2 separate regions of the Danio rerio genome follow, and region 1 is linked to region 2. Evidence: chromatin contacts called from public Micro-C data. All regions are on one chromosome and are shown on one strand. The core of a region is the stretch at or near the end of the contact, and the rest is flanking DNA. Distances in the headings are between cores, read along the strand shown. Region 1 holds the start of setmar (SET domain and mariner transposase fusion gene). Region 2 overlaps itpr1b (inositol 1,4,5-trisphosphate receptor, type 1b).

Evidence for each region. Hi-C and Micro-C count contacts between places; a contact is called where the count stands out from the background.
Region 1: a Micro-C map of caudal fin shows a contact between it and region 2, with 7 times the contacts expected there. The contact joins the promoter of setmar here to the enhancer-like site in region 2. A contact is called at or near these places in 2 of 18 Hi-C or Micro-C datasets (caudal fin and an unstated tissue).

The regions. Positions count from the first base shown.
Region 1 is chr11:38,430,076-38,436,556 of GRCz12tu, reverse strand. It overlaps setmar (SET domain and mariner transposase fusion gene), which reads left to right and starts at 2,797. Exons shown (of 2, transcript NM_001113600.2): 1 at 2,797-2,987; 2 at 5,498-6,305. The coding sequence starts at 2,892. The coding sequence ends at 6,283. brk1 (BRICK1 subunit of SCAR/WAVE actin nucleating complex) reads left to right here. Exons shown (of 3, transcript NM_001002097.1): 2 at 1-41; 3 at 129-897. The coding sequence ends at 155.
Region 2 is chr11:38,277,294-38,282,889 of GRCz12tu, reverse strand. All of the region lies in intron 38 of itpr1b (inositol 1,4,5-trisphosphate receptor, type 1b), which reads left to right. Among named protein-coding and RNA genes, the nearest start is that of itpr1b, 130 kb to the left of the region's middle. Within about 2 kb of position 3,874, at least 13 of the 62 cell types and tissues checked have an H3K27ac peak or open chromatin away from gene starts, as enhancers often do. A contact at or near this core is called in caudal fin, where this site is marked.

The sequences.
Region 1 (6,481 bases), core at 1,548-4,047, 150 kb before region 2:
TCACTGCTTTGGAGAGGAGGATCGAGTACATCGAAGCCAGAGTATGTTTTCATGGATTTTATAAATACATTTTCAGGTTTATTTTGTTTTAAATAACCCTCATTTTAACTACTGCTTGATGTTTTAAGGTCACAAAAGGGGAAACCCTGACTTAGGCACATTCCTGGCATCGATGCTGAGGTCAAGATAATGGCTACGAACACGCACCTCCTGTCTTCATCATTTACTTTAATTAGTCAAACAAAATTTCCATTCGTTGGCTGTTTTAGATCAGTTCATTTTTGTATGGGACCATTGTGATGCTGTAAACAGATATTTGCTTTCCTCATTTCATGCCTGATTGTGGCTGAAGTTATACTGTATCTGGTCCTTTAATTTTATTGACCTTGTTTTGATCTGTCAGGCAACTTGTTACTGTCTCTGTGGTGCTTGCTTTCGCAAACATCCCAGTGTTGTATGTTGTTTGGGTTTGACCTGCTATTGAACTTACTTTTGACGTACCATGCAATATATATATCAACAGTCTTGCAATTGCAGACTGGAGTTACCATGGATAAACATTATGCCTTGCTTTAGTTTTAATTATTGATAGCTAATATTTTGTTTGATTCCCCCCCCCCCCCCTTTTCTTTGCGTTTTTTACCAGGGTCTAAACTGTTATTGTTTAATTACAAAGGTGTGTGTGTGTGTGTGTGTTTAAAATACACTGCTTCCTGCTGTACATTTGTCATGCAACAAACATCTGCACATGAGAAATGCCAGTCAGGTGGATGGAAAGCACTAAAGTGCCAATCAGACTGTTTTAAAGTGTTTAGTGCTTCTCCAATTATACAATTTTATGTCGTAGTGTCTGTTATAATGTTTTTGTGGTTGAACATTAAATAAAAAAGTTAAAGGATTCTGATTATTTTCTTTTAGTATTTATTGGTGTTGTTTTCAACATTTTAACAAATGCAAAACGGTATACATGATATAAATAAATATATTTTATAATTATAAATGTTTATATTTATTACTTATGTGAGTATATAGATTTATTTGTGTGTGTGTGTGTCTATACATACATATGTATACGTGTGTGTGTGTGTGTATACACACGTATACATACAATGTTGGAATAATGCATTGCAAGTAACTCAAGTTACATCGTAATTTTACCTTTCTAAGTAACAAAGTAGAGCAATTTTAAAAAGAAATAATATTTGAGTTGCCTTTTAGTTTAACTAATGAACTTTTAAAAAATAAATTGCTGAAAATTAAACAATGAATTGCACAATCAATGAGGAAATTTGTTCATTATTTTCAACGCATCGAAGAAAAGGATTGTTTCAATGGACAGTGATTTTACTTAAGACAAATAGTACTAAAGTAGAGAACACATTCCTTTAAACTTTCAATATTATATATATGGCATGTATAGCTCTGGGGTCAGGAAGTTCTCAGATAACATCCTAAAATATATATAAATATATATATATATATATATATATATATATATATATATATATATATATATATATTTTTTTTTTTTTATGTTCTTTTAAGGGAAATGTAGGTGCAGGTTATACAGTGTGTAAAGTGAGGTTATATTAAGTAAGTTCCTCTATTAAAAAATAGGGGGGAAAAAGTTCTGAAAGAGATGAAGTCTTAGCCAGGTAATAAACAGTGATGCAAAGTAACTCAAAAGTAATGTAACACAATACTTACTATAAAAAGTTATTTAAGTAGTTAAATAACATAAGTAAGTACTTTTTTGGGGAGTAACTCAATACTGTAATGCATTTCTTTTATAACCTTTCCCAACACACACACACACACACACACACACACACACACACACACACACACATGTAAATGTGTGTGTGTGTGTGTGTGTGTGTGTGTGTGTGTGTGTGTGTGTATATATATATATATATATATATATATATATATATATATATATATATATATATATATATATGTGTGTGTGTGTAAATGTGTGTGTGTATGTATATATATATATATATATTTATAATATATATTTATATATATATATATATATATATATATATATATACACACACACACACACACATGAATATTCAGCATCTCACTTTCTAAAATCTCAGAATAAAAACAACAGTTTTTATATTTTACCTAAAACGTGCATTTTTTTATAAGTTCATGTCAGATATTTATATATAATAATTATTTATACAACGTGATCATTTAACATGTTTTTTTTCTGTTTGTTTGTTTTTTATCAATATATCAAATCACCTAAAACGTAGTCGTGGCCAAACACTTTCTTATGAAGGGCAAAAACCAAACTTGAAATAGGGCCATGAGCCGAAGTTTCCATGAATAATTTCCTCATTTATTTAAATATAAATAGAAAACATTATTTTAATCATATTACCTAATCCATTTCATTTTTTTGATAATAAACATTATAATGAAGACATGAGAATTAAATTTAAAACTCTATAGAGTTTATTAGTTTATTATTGGATTCATTTACAACATTTAATTGAAACATTTATTTTAAGTTAGTTTTTCTTTCTTTCTTTTTTTTTTTTGTAGCTTAGAAAATAAAACTAACAAATGAAGGCTTACATTAAATTAGAAGTGACAATGGATATTAAAACCATTAACTAAAACCCTCCCCTAAACTTTCCCTCTCTTCTTAGATGGGATGGAGGGCCAAATCAAAGGTTTGGACCGTTTGGACATCTTTGACCTAACGGGTCTCATGAACTGGACTTTTATTTTGTATTACTGTCAAGTGCAAGCAGCATTTCCGCCTCTTTTTGATTCTTTCAAGCTTGTGCCCATCGATATTGTAAACAATCCGCAAGTAAATAATGTTCTCTCCCGCAAAATAATCATACATAAATTGACATAAAGACACAATGCGATCCTACAGCCAGGATTTGAGCGGCGGACTCGAGAATGTTCCTGTTTTGATCGAAAACAGTGTCCCTAAAGAGGCTCTCTCCAATTTTCAGGTAGTCACATCTTCTTTCGTTACAGTATTTACAAGTACATTGGCATTTTAGTCATTTTGTAGTCGTAAAATGCTCCCAAGAAACCCTGAAGTTGATTTAAAAAAAATAGTAAGAATTACATTGCATGACTTGTCCCGCCACACCACCACCTGATGGCAGCACTTTCGTGTTCTTTCATACTCATTTCTAAAGTAAATCTTAAAGGGATAGTTAACCCAAAAATGACAATTTTGCTCACTATTCATTCACCCTCAAGTGGTTTCAAGGGCTTCATGATTTTATTTTCTTCAGTGAAACACAAAAGATATTCTGATGCATGTTAGTAACCAGTAGAAATTGACACTCAGTATAAAAAACAAATATTCTGGAAGTTAATGGTTATCGGGTGAAAGAAACTCAAACAGGTTTGTTACAAGTTAAGGGTGAGTAAATGATGGCAAAATGTTTAGTTTTGGTTGAACTATCTCTTAATGGCAAGACACTTCAGTTTAATAACTTAAAAATTGCAATGGTGATCACCGTACTTCCCCTAATGATTGATTAAATTAAGAATTGCAAACATTTTTTATTACAAGTTTTTTAAAAACTTTGTCTAAACATCCAAACGAGGCATTATGTGATTAAATATGCACCCATTTGCATACATTTGTAGCTCAAAAATTGAAACATTGGATGAAGTCATGTTTAGATTTCCTTTTTGAAACTTCAAGGTGTATTAGAGTCTAGAGTTTTTTATATAGGGGGGCTTTGGGAATCTATTTTTATCAGTAAATAAATATATAATTCAATAATAAATTAAGTACTGCCAACAGGCAAAAAATAAAATCAACAAAAAAACAAAACGCTGGATAAATATGCAAATTTTGCACGTCGCTTACTAAATACCTTCTGGAAACAGATTTTAAACAGAAATTAAACCTTAAACGATATGTTAACCAAAAATAATTTTAACTGTATTTATTAATAAATAAAGTGAATAAATAAGACATAAAATCACAACAATTTAGGAGGTCATGCTGAGAGAGGGAATTAAATGTTCACAATAAACCACAATAATAATAATGATAATGATAGTAATAATAATTATTAATAATAATAATAAACATTATTAAAATAAATATAATAAAATATATAAAGTTGATAAAAAATAGAAAAATTATAAATATATTTGTAACTTTTCTGATGTTACAAATTTGTGTTGTCTAAGAGTGACAGCAAAAATGTCAAAAACCTTTTTAAAGGTATAAAATTTAAATTTAAAATAAATTATAATATCAGGGTTTATGCCGGTTTGGTCCAATCAATTTTAAGACTTTTTAAGACATTTTTAGTACCATCAAGAATGAAATTTTAAACTTACATAGGGCTAAATGTAAAAGATTTTTTGGGATGTTTTAGCAGAAAAAAAATTTACTTGCCCCATCAAAAGACGTGTAAAAATCACATGTCAAAACAAGCAGAGCCTAGTTGTGTACATACTATTTTTTTCAACATAACTTTAAAAACAAACTCTTTAAAAACTTCAATAAAACCAAATATATGCACAGCAGACTGTTTTAGTATTAGTTATAAAAAGACTCTTGCTAAAAGCTTTATTGAAATGTATCATTGGTGATTGGATGTGTGTTGGATCGATTGAGTAGCCTTACATAAAGAAAAATTAAAACCCGTTTAAAATGATTTAAGACCTACAAGACAATAATTCAGTGAATTTAAGACTTTTTAAGGCCTAAAATTTTGTTTTTGAAATTTAAGACATTTTAAGACTTTTTAAGACCCTGTGAACACCCTGAATATTCTATATTATACTATATATATATATATATATATATATAGTTGAAGTCAAAATTATTATTGATTTTTTTTCTTTTTTAAATATCTCCAAAACAATGTTTAACAGAGCAAGGGCATTTTTACAGTATCTCTGATAATATTTTTTCTTTTGGAGAAAGTCTTATTTGTTTTATTTCAGCTAGATAAAAGCAGTTTTTAATTTTTTTGAAAACATTTTAATGTAAAAATTATTAGCCCCTTTAAGCTATATTTTTTTGGATATTTTTTGGATAATAAATCATTATGGTTTGTTATTATGGTTATTATTAATTACCCTAACCTGCCTAGTTAACCTATTTAACCTAGTTAAGCCTTTAAATGTCACTTTAAGCTGTTTAGAAGTGTCATGAAAAATATCTAGTCAAATATTATTTATGTCATCATGGCGAAGATAAAATAAATCAGTTTTTAGAAATGAGTTATTAAAACTGTTATATGTAGAAATGTGTTGAAAAAAATCTGCTCTCCGTTAAACAGAAATTGGGGTAATAATTCAGGGGGGCTAATATTTCTGACTTCAACTGTATATGTTTTTATTGTTCTATTTTTATAAATTATATAGATTTTTTAAATTATACATATCGGTATTTCAAGCTGCACATAAGAAATATTAAAGTTATTGTATGCAACTATAAACAGCATGAAATCAGTGTTTTTAATCCGACCCAATCCTTCAGTATGTGCCAGAGAATGTACAAGGACCCGGCTGTGACATTGACCCGAATGCGGTGACTCTCCCTGGCTGCTCGTGTCGCGTCCAGTCCTGCTTTCCCGAAAGCTGCCCCTGCCTGAGATTTGGCCAGACGTACGACAGCAGAGCCTGTCTGAACCAACATCCACAGGACGCCACATACAGCAGGCCAGTATTCGAGTGCAATGCTTTCTGCTCCTGCGGCGAGTCCTGCCAAACCCGTGTGGTCCAAAACGGGGTGTGTGTCCGTCTGGGTGTTTTCAGCACCGCCGACAGAGGGTTGGGGGTGGAGGCTCTAGAGCGCCTTCCTTGTGGCCGATTTGTATGTGAATATGCTGGGGAAGTCATTGGGATTGATGAAGCCCGTCGCCGTCAGCTTTCTCAGACTCCTCTTCATATGAATTATATTATCGCGGTGCAGGAGCATAAAGGGTTGGACAGGGTCACCCAAACTTTTGTGGACCCTGTAAATTTAGGCAATGTTGGGAGGTTCATCAATCACTCGTGCCAGCCAAATCTGATCATGCTGCCCGTCCGGGTGCATTCTGTGCTGCCCAGACTCGCTCTATTCGCAAATCGGGATATTGAATGCTATGAAGAGCTGACTTTTGACTATTCAGGTGGACAAAACAGCAGTGCAGAAACAGCCAAATTGGATGAAAAGACTCACGTTGGAGCTGATGGTGAGGAAATACCTCAGAAGAAAGTCTGTCGTTGTGGGGCATCGAATTGTTCAGGATTTTTGCCATTGGATATGTCAATTCTTCATTAAAAAGTGTTTAGTTTTAAGTCAACTCTCTGTCTTTTCTTGTTGTATTTTTTTTTACTCTACAGAAAAAATATTATGTTTTAGTGGGTTTTACTTGATAGTAATTATAAATGGTAGTTTTCTATAATAATATTTCTGCTGGAGTGACATGTAAAATTAATAGTCAGTAATTATGTATATTATTTTATATTTTATTATATA
Region 2 (5,596 bases), core at 2,625-5,124:
CCCTCATGATTGTGAAGTGCTTTGGGTATATGCCATACATGATAAATGCACTATATAAATACACATTACAATATAAACCAGCTTCATTTAAGGGCTTTCCTCAAAGCGATACTTGTCCAGGATAACCATGAATTAAGAGGATTCACTTATGGCACCACCGAAACAACAGTAAAAGAACTTTAATGGCAATGCAGGTTTTGATGTTGGATGTGGGGCACACTTTCAGTTCTCAAAAGATGAGGTAAAACACACTGCAGTTTTGTTGACTTTAGAAAACACGTTTTATAATGCTGAGCAACCACTGTATCAATGGTCTTGATGTTCAAGCACTTTTTTTTTTTCCACAGAGTTGACGTTTTCCAACTGCAGGCACACAGAGCGCTCTTTCAAAGCGCAAGGCACATCAGGCAAATGTGAAATGCACGCAGGGCACATAAACACCCTGAAAAAACTCTTTTGCAATTTTAAAAATGAACCTCTCACTTCGAAAAAAGCGCATTTAGATTGATCGTGGCCTGAGTAGGCATTCAGTTCAGAGTTGAAATGGGGAAGGCAGGCAAAGTTCATGCTGTATTTATAGTCACTGCTCTTCTGGTAGTTCCAGGCATGAAATATGACCCGGTCAGCCCATAACAGCATAGTGTGTGTGTGAACGCTCTTAAACATCCATGAAGTTGTGTTGCATGGGTGAAGTGTAATATATATGTATCTGTTTATATATGTGTCTATATGTATATGTGTGTCTGTTTGTATCTCATAACTGAATCAAATCCCATTGGTTATTATTATCAGAGAAGTTCGGGTTTTGGTGTTAATGTTTAGCAGTAACATGTTAGGAAATTGCTCTGATTCATAATTTACTCTTATAGACTTTTAGTAAATGCACACAGTAAGGGATTATACTGCACTACCATTCAGAAGTTTGGGGATTGCTTCATATTGATGCTTTTATACAGCAAGGACACATTAATCAAAAGACACAGTAAATACTTCCAGATATATTAGAAAAGATGTTTTAACTTTGTTAGTAATAAATTATGTTTCTTGATAGAAAGATCATATGAGAATGATTCTGAAGGATCAGGGTATAGTAAATACACTAAACAAAATTTAGCTTAGATTCACAGGAATATGGGTTAAATTGAAAAATACACTCGCCGGCCACTTTATTAGGTACACCTTACTAGTACCGCTTTTGATTTCAGAACTGCCTTAAATCTTCATGGCATAGATTCAACAAGGTACTACAAATATCCCTCAGAGATCTTGGTCCATATTGACATGATAGCATCAAACAGTTGCTGCCGATTTGCTGGCTGCACATTCATGATGTGAATCTCCCGTTCCACCACATCCCAAAAGTGCTCTATTGGATTGAGATCTGGTGACTGTAGAGGCCATTTATATACGGTTAACTCATTGTCATGTTCAAGAAACCAGTCTGAGATGATTCGTGCTTTGTGATTTGGGCCCAAAGTGTGACAAAAAAAAATATTCCCCACACCATTACACCATCACCACAACCAGCCTGAACCGTTGATACAAGGCAGGATGAATCCATGCTTTCATGTTATTGACGCCAAATTCTAACCCTATCTGAATGTTGCAGCAGAAATCGAGGCTCATCAGACCAGGCAAGGTTTCTCCAATCTTCTATTGTCCAATTTTGGTGAGCCTGTGCATATTGTAGCCTCAGTTTCCTGTCCTTAGATGACAGGAGTTGCACCTGATGTGGCCTTCTGCTGCTGTAGCCATTCCACCTCAAGGTTGGATGTGTTGTGTATTCAGAGATGCTGTTCTGCATACCATGGGTTGTAACGAGTGGTTATTTGAGTTTCTGTTGCTTTTCTATCAGCTGGAACCAGTCTGGCCATTCTTCTTTGATATCTGGTATCAACAAGACATTTGCACCCACAGAACTACTGTTCACTGCATTTTTTTTTTCTTTCGGACCATACTCTTTAAAACCTAGAGATGGTTATGTGTGAATCCCAGTAGATCAGCATTTTCTGGATTACTCAGGCCAGCTCGTCTGGCACCAACAACCATGCCACGTTCAAAGTCACTTACCATAAATCACCTTTCTTCCCTATTCTGATGCTCGATTTGAACTGCAGCAGATCGTCTTGACCATGTCTACATGCCTAAATGTACTGAGTTGCTGCCATGTGATTGGCTGATTGTTGCAGTTGGACAGGTGTACCTAATAAAACAGCTGCCGTACCATCATATAGTTAATATTTTTTTAGAATAAAAAAGCTAGATAGAGAATGTTAAATATTACAGTAATTAGTTAATTATATATTTATTTAAATTTAAAAATAAATAAATAAAAATGTATGGTATGCATGCACTGTGCTCACTCCAAATAAAAATTATATAGTTAATACTATAATACGAATGTATGTGTGTAGAGTATGTGTGCACCGTGTCCACGCACCTGATGTTTTGCACGTCAATGACTATGATCAGTGACTATGATGGCGAGTCCTCAGCACTGCATGAATCTGATCCTCAAACACACTTACACACGTGTTTACAACACATGAAGAGACGAACCAGCACATAACATACAACACCTCTCTCTCTTCATCTTTCTATTGCATAAGAGAATGTCTGTGTGTGTGTGTGTGTGTGTGTGTGTGTGTGTGTGTGTGTGTGTGTGTGTGTGTGTGCGTGTGCGTGTGTGTGTGTGTTTGTGTGTGATGTAAGAGCGATGGATAATATGGCTTTAGGTTGACGATGATGCGGCGGGGACTGCTGCTGCTGCTGAGCAGAGAAGCTTATGTAATGTGAATGGAGAGAGAAGTGTGTGTTTGTGCAAGAGGTGAGGTGCGTGTCTGTCTGTGTGTATGATAGGTCGTGTGTCCTTCACCTGCACTGTGCAGACAGTGTTGCTGACGGTTGCTGTTTCTTTCTTTATTCTCTTTTGCTTTTTTTCCTTTACTCTTTCTTTCTTTCTTTTCCTTTTTCTTTTCTTTTTTGTCCATTCTATCATTGCCTATTTCTGTCTTGCATTCTTTATCACTTTCATTTGTTAATTTTTTAGTCTTTCTTTTGAGTTTTTATTGTGCTCTTTTTTTCTTTCACTCTTTTTATCTTTTTTTTGTTTCTTTTTCACTCATTTTTTCTTCCTTTCACTCTTTCTTTCTTTCACTCTTTTTTGGTCTTTAACTCTACTTATTTTTTTCTTTCTTTCTTTTTTCACTCCTTTTTTCTTTCTTTTTCTTTTTTCAATCCTTTCTTTTGTTCGTTCATTCATTCTTTTTTTCACTCATTTTTCTTTGTTTTTCTTTTTTCACTCCTTTCTTTCTTTTTCTTTCTTTCTTTCTTTCTTTCTTTCTTTCTTTCTTTCTTTCTTTCTTTCTTTTTATCCAGTCTTTCTCTTTTATCTGTTCTTTTGCTCTTTCTTTTTTCACTCATTTTTTCTCTTTTTTCACTCTTTTATTCATTTTTTTCTTTCCTTATTTTCTTTTTCTTTCCTAATTTTTTTTCTTTTACTCCTTATTTTTTGCTGTTTGTTCCTGTCAATCTATTATTATTATTATTATTTACTATTTTTGTACTCTTTCTGTTATCACCTGTTTGTTTTTATTTTTTACCTTCTTTTATTATTTATCTCTTTTATTTATTGATTAATTTATCTGTTTATTTATCTCTCCATCTCTTCTCTGTTTTATATTTTTCTACTACATTGTTTACTTTATATTTTCTTTCTTCAATTTCCTCTCTCTCTCTCCCTCTCCCTCTCTCTCTCCCTCTCCCTCTCCATCTCCCAGCAGATTCAGTCAGCTCTATTAGTGTGTGCGTCTGTCAGTCCGGGTCTGTTGTCCTCATGTGTCCCGTGTTTTTGGCTCCTCCTTTGCACGTCTCCAGTCCTCCATTAGGAGGCGCTGTGGACACATCTGTCTCTGTCCCCGCCACTGTCCCAGTTTCCTCTCCTTCGTGCAGCACGATTCCTGGACTCCCGCCAGCTCTCAACCAGAGGTTACATAAGACCTGCCCCTGTTTTTTTCCCTCGTTTTTTTTTTTTTTCCAGGAATCCAAGCTCTTTACTGATGTGTGACCTTCTGCAGTAATTGCCAATAAAAGTAAGACGGGCTGTTTACCAAGAGACACTGGACCATCCAGTGGACATACAACGCCCTAAGCCCTTCATCGAAATCCACAATTCAGCTTTTGTCTTACTAGACCGAGATGCATAAATGAGGTCATCGAGCCAAATGCCTTCAGTCTTTAGGCCAAAGCTCAGAGTCGGACACACATTGAGCTCATGTCGTGACAGGCTGGTTTTAAAGCGTGTTTGCAGGCTTTTGTCGACAATGAGCGTGATTGAAATGCGCCCTCCAAGCTTCTCGCCATTGACATGCACCGCAGAGAATAAAGCTGTGATATCAGCGAATGTGTGACTTTCTCATCCACACACTTAGTGACAAACTAGCTGTTCATAAGTCTGCCTTCGGTCCAATTTGGACTCGTTACCGGATGTGCAGCTGAATGGATCGATTTCATGTGGGGGAAATTCACAAGAAAGTGTTTTGATAGCATGTGATGAATGCATGCGTTTATGGTGGCTAAAGAGGGACATTTCGCATTCACACCTTTTGCATTATTTTCCAGCTGAAAAATGATGTCGCAAGAAAGGGAGATTCCTTACTGGTTGCAGTATTACTCACACAAACATGCGCGTGCGTCATGGTTGTTGCTAATTTAAACCCCCCTCTGTCTCTTTGTGCTAGAAAACATACTCCAAATTTCCTCTTTGCATGCTTTTTGAGCTAATACATGTTTCTAAAAGTGAATCGCAGTAAATGTGTTATTTTTATGTTGTTGATAGTATGGTGTTCCTCCCTGTTGTCATCCTTTTCATTGTGTCACATCAAACAAGGAAACGTTTGCATGCTCTGTATGCACGTCGCCTGCTTTGCTTGTTTCTTTTTGCTGCTGCACGACTTTAAAGAGCCCCTATTATGGTGTATTAATCAACCCTACAGTAATTTGTTTCTGAAAATATGCATTGCAGGATCTGCGTTTCTGAAACAGTTGGTTTAAATATCTGATCTCTCTAAACTCTGAGTCTACTCAGATTGGTCAGTTTGTTGCAATTGGAGAACCACAATACCAAGTTCAGACTGCATGATTTTCAAAGAAGTTGTGCATCAGATGGTTTCACACTGCATAACTATCTGGATTAGCGTTCTATCGGTGCTATGTTTACACTGTAGGATAGATCGGCGACAGGAGGTTTCACACTGCATGACTTCATAGGAAGAATCGTCGACTACTTTGTCTCGGTCTGCAAGCTACATCTCACAACAAAACACATGCGAGAAGTGGCATGAAAACAACGCCAGGTCATGTAGTACATCTTCTTTAACCACATAATGAGAAAGAAGCCTTTAGTGAGGTAGAAAATGTACTTATTTTGCTCACCTGGCTATTGAAGTTAATTAGCAATTTCTTCTCAACTGATTTTCTTTTTCGACCCAGTTGTGGTATTGCTCCGATAACACATCAAACAGACAGGTGCTCATGTCAAATTTCCTTCAAATTTTCCTCCATTTCTTGGGTCTAAATAAGCAGTTCCCAATCTGGG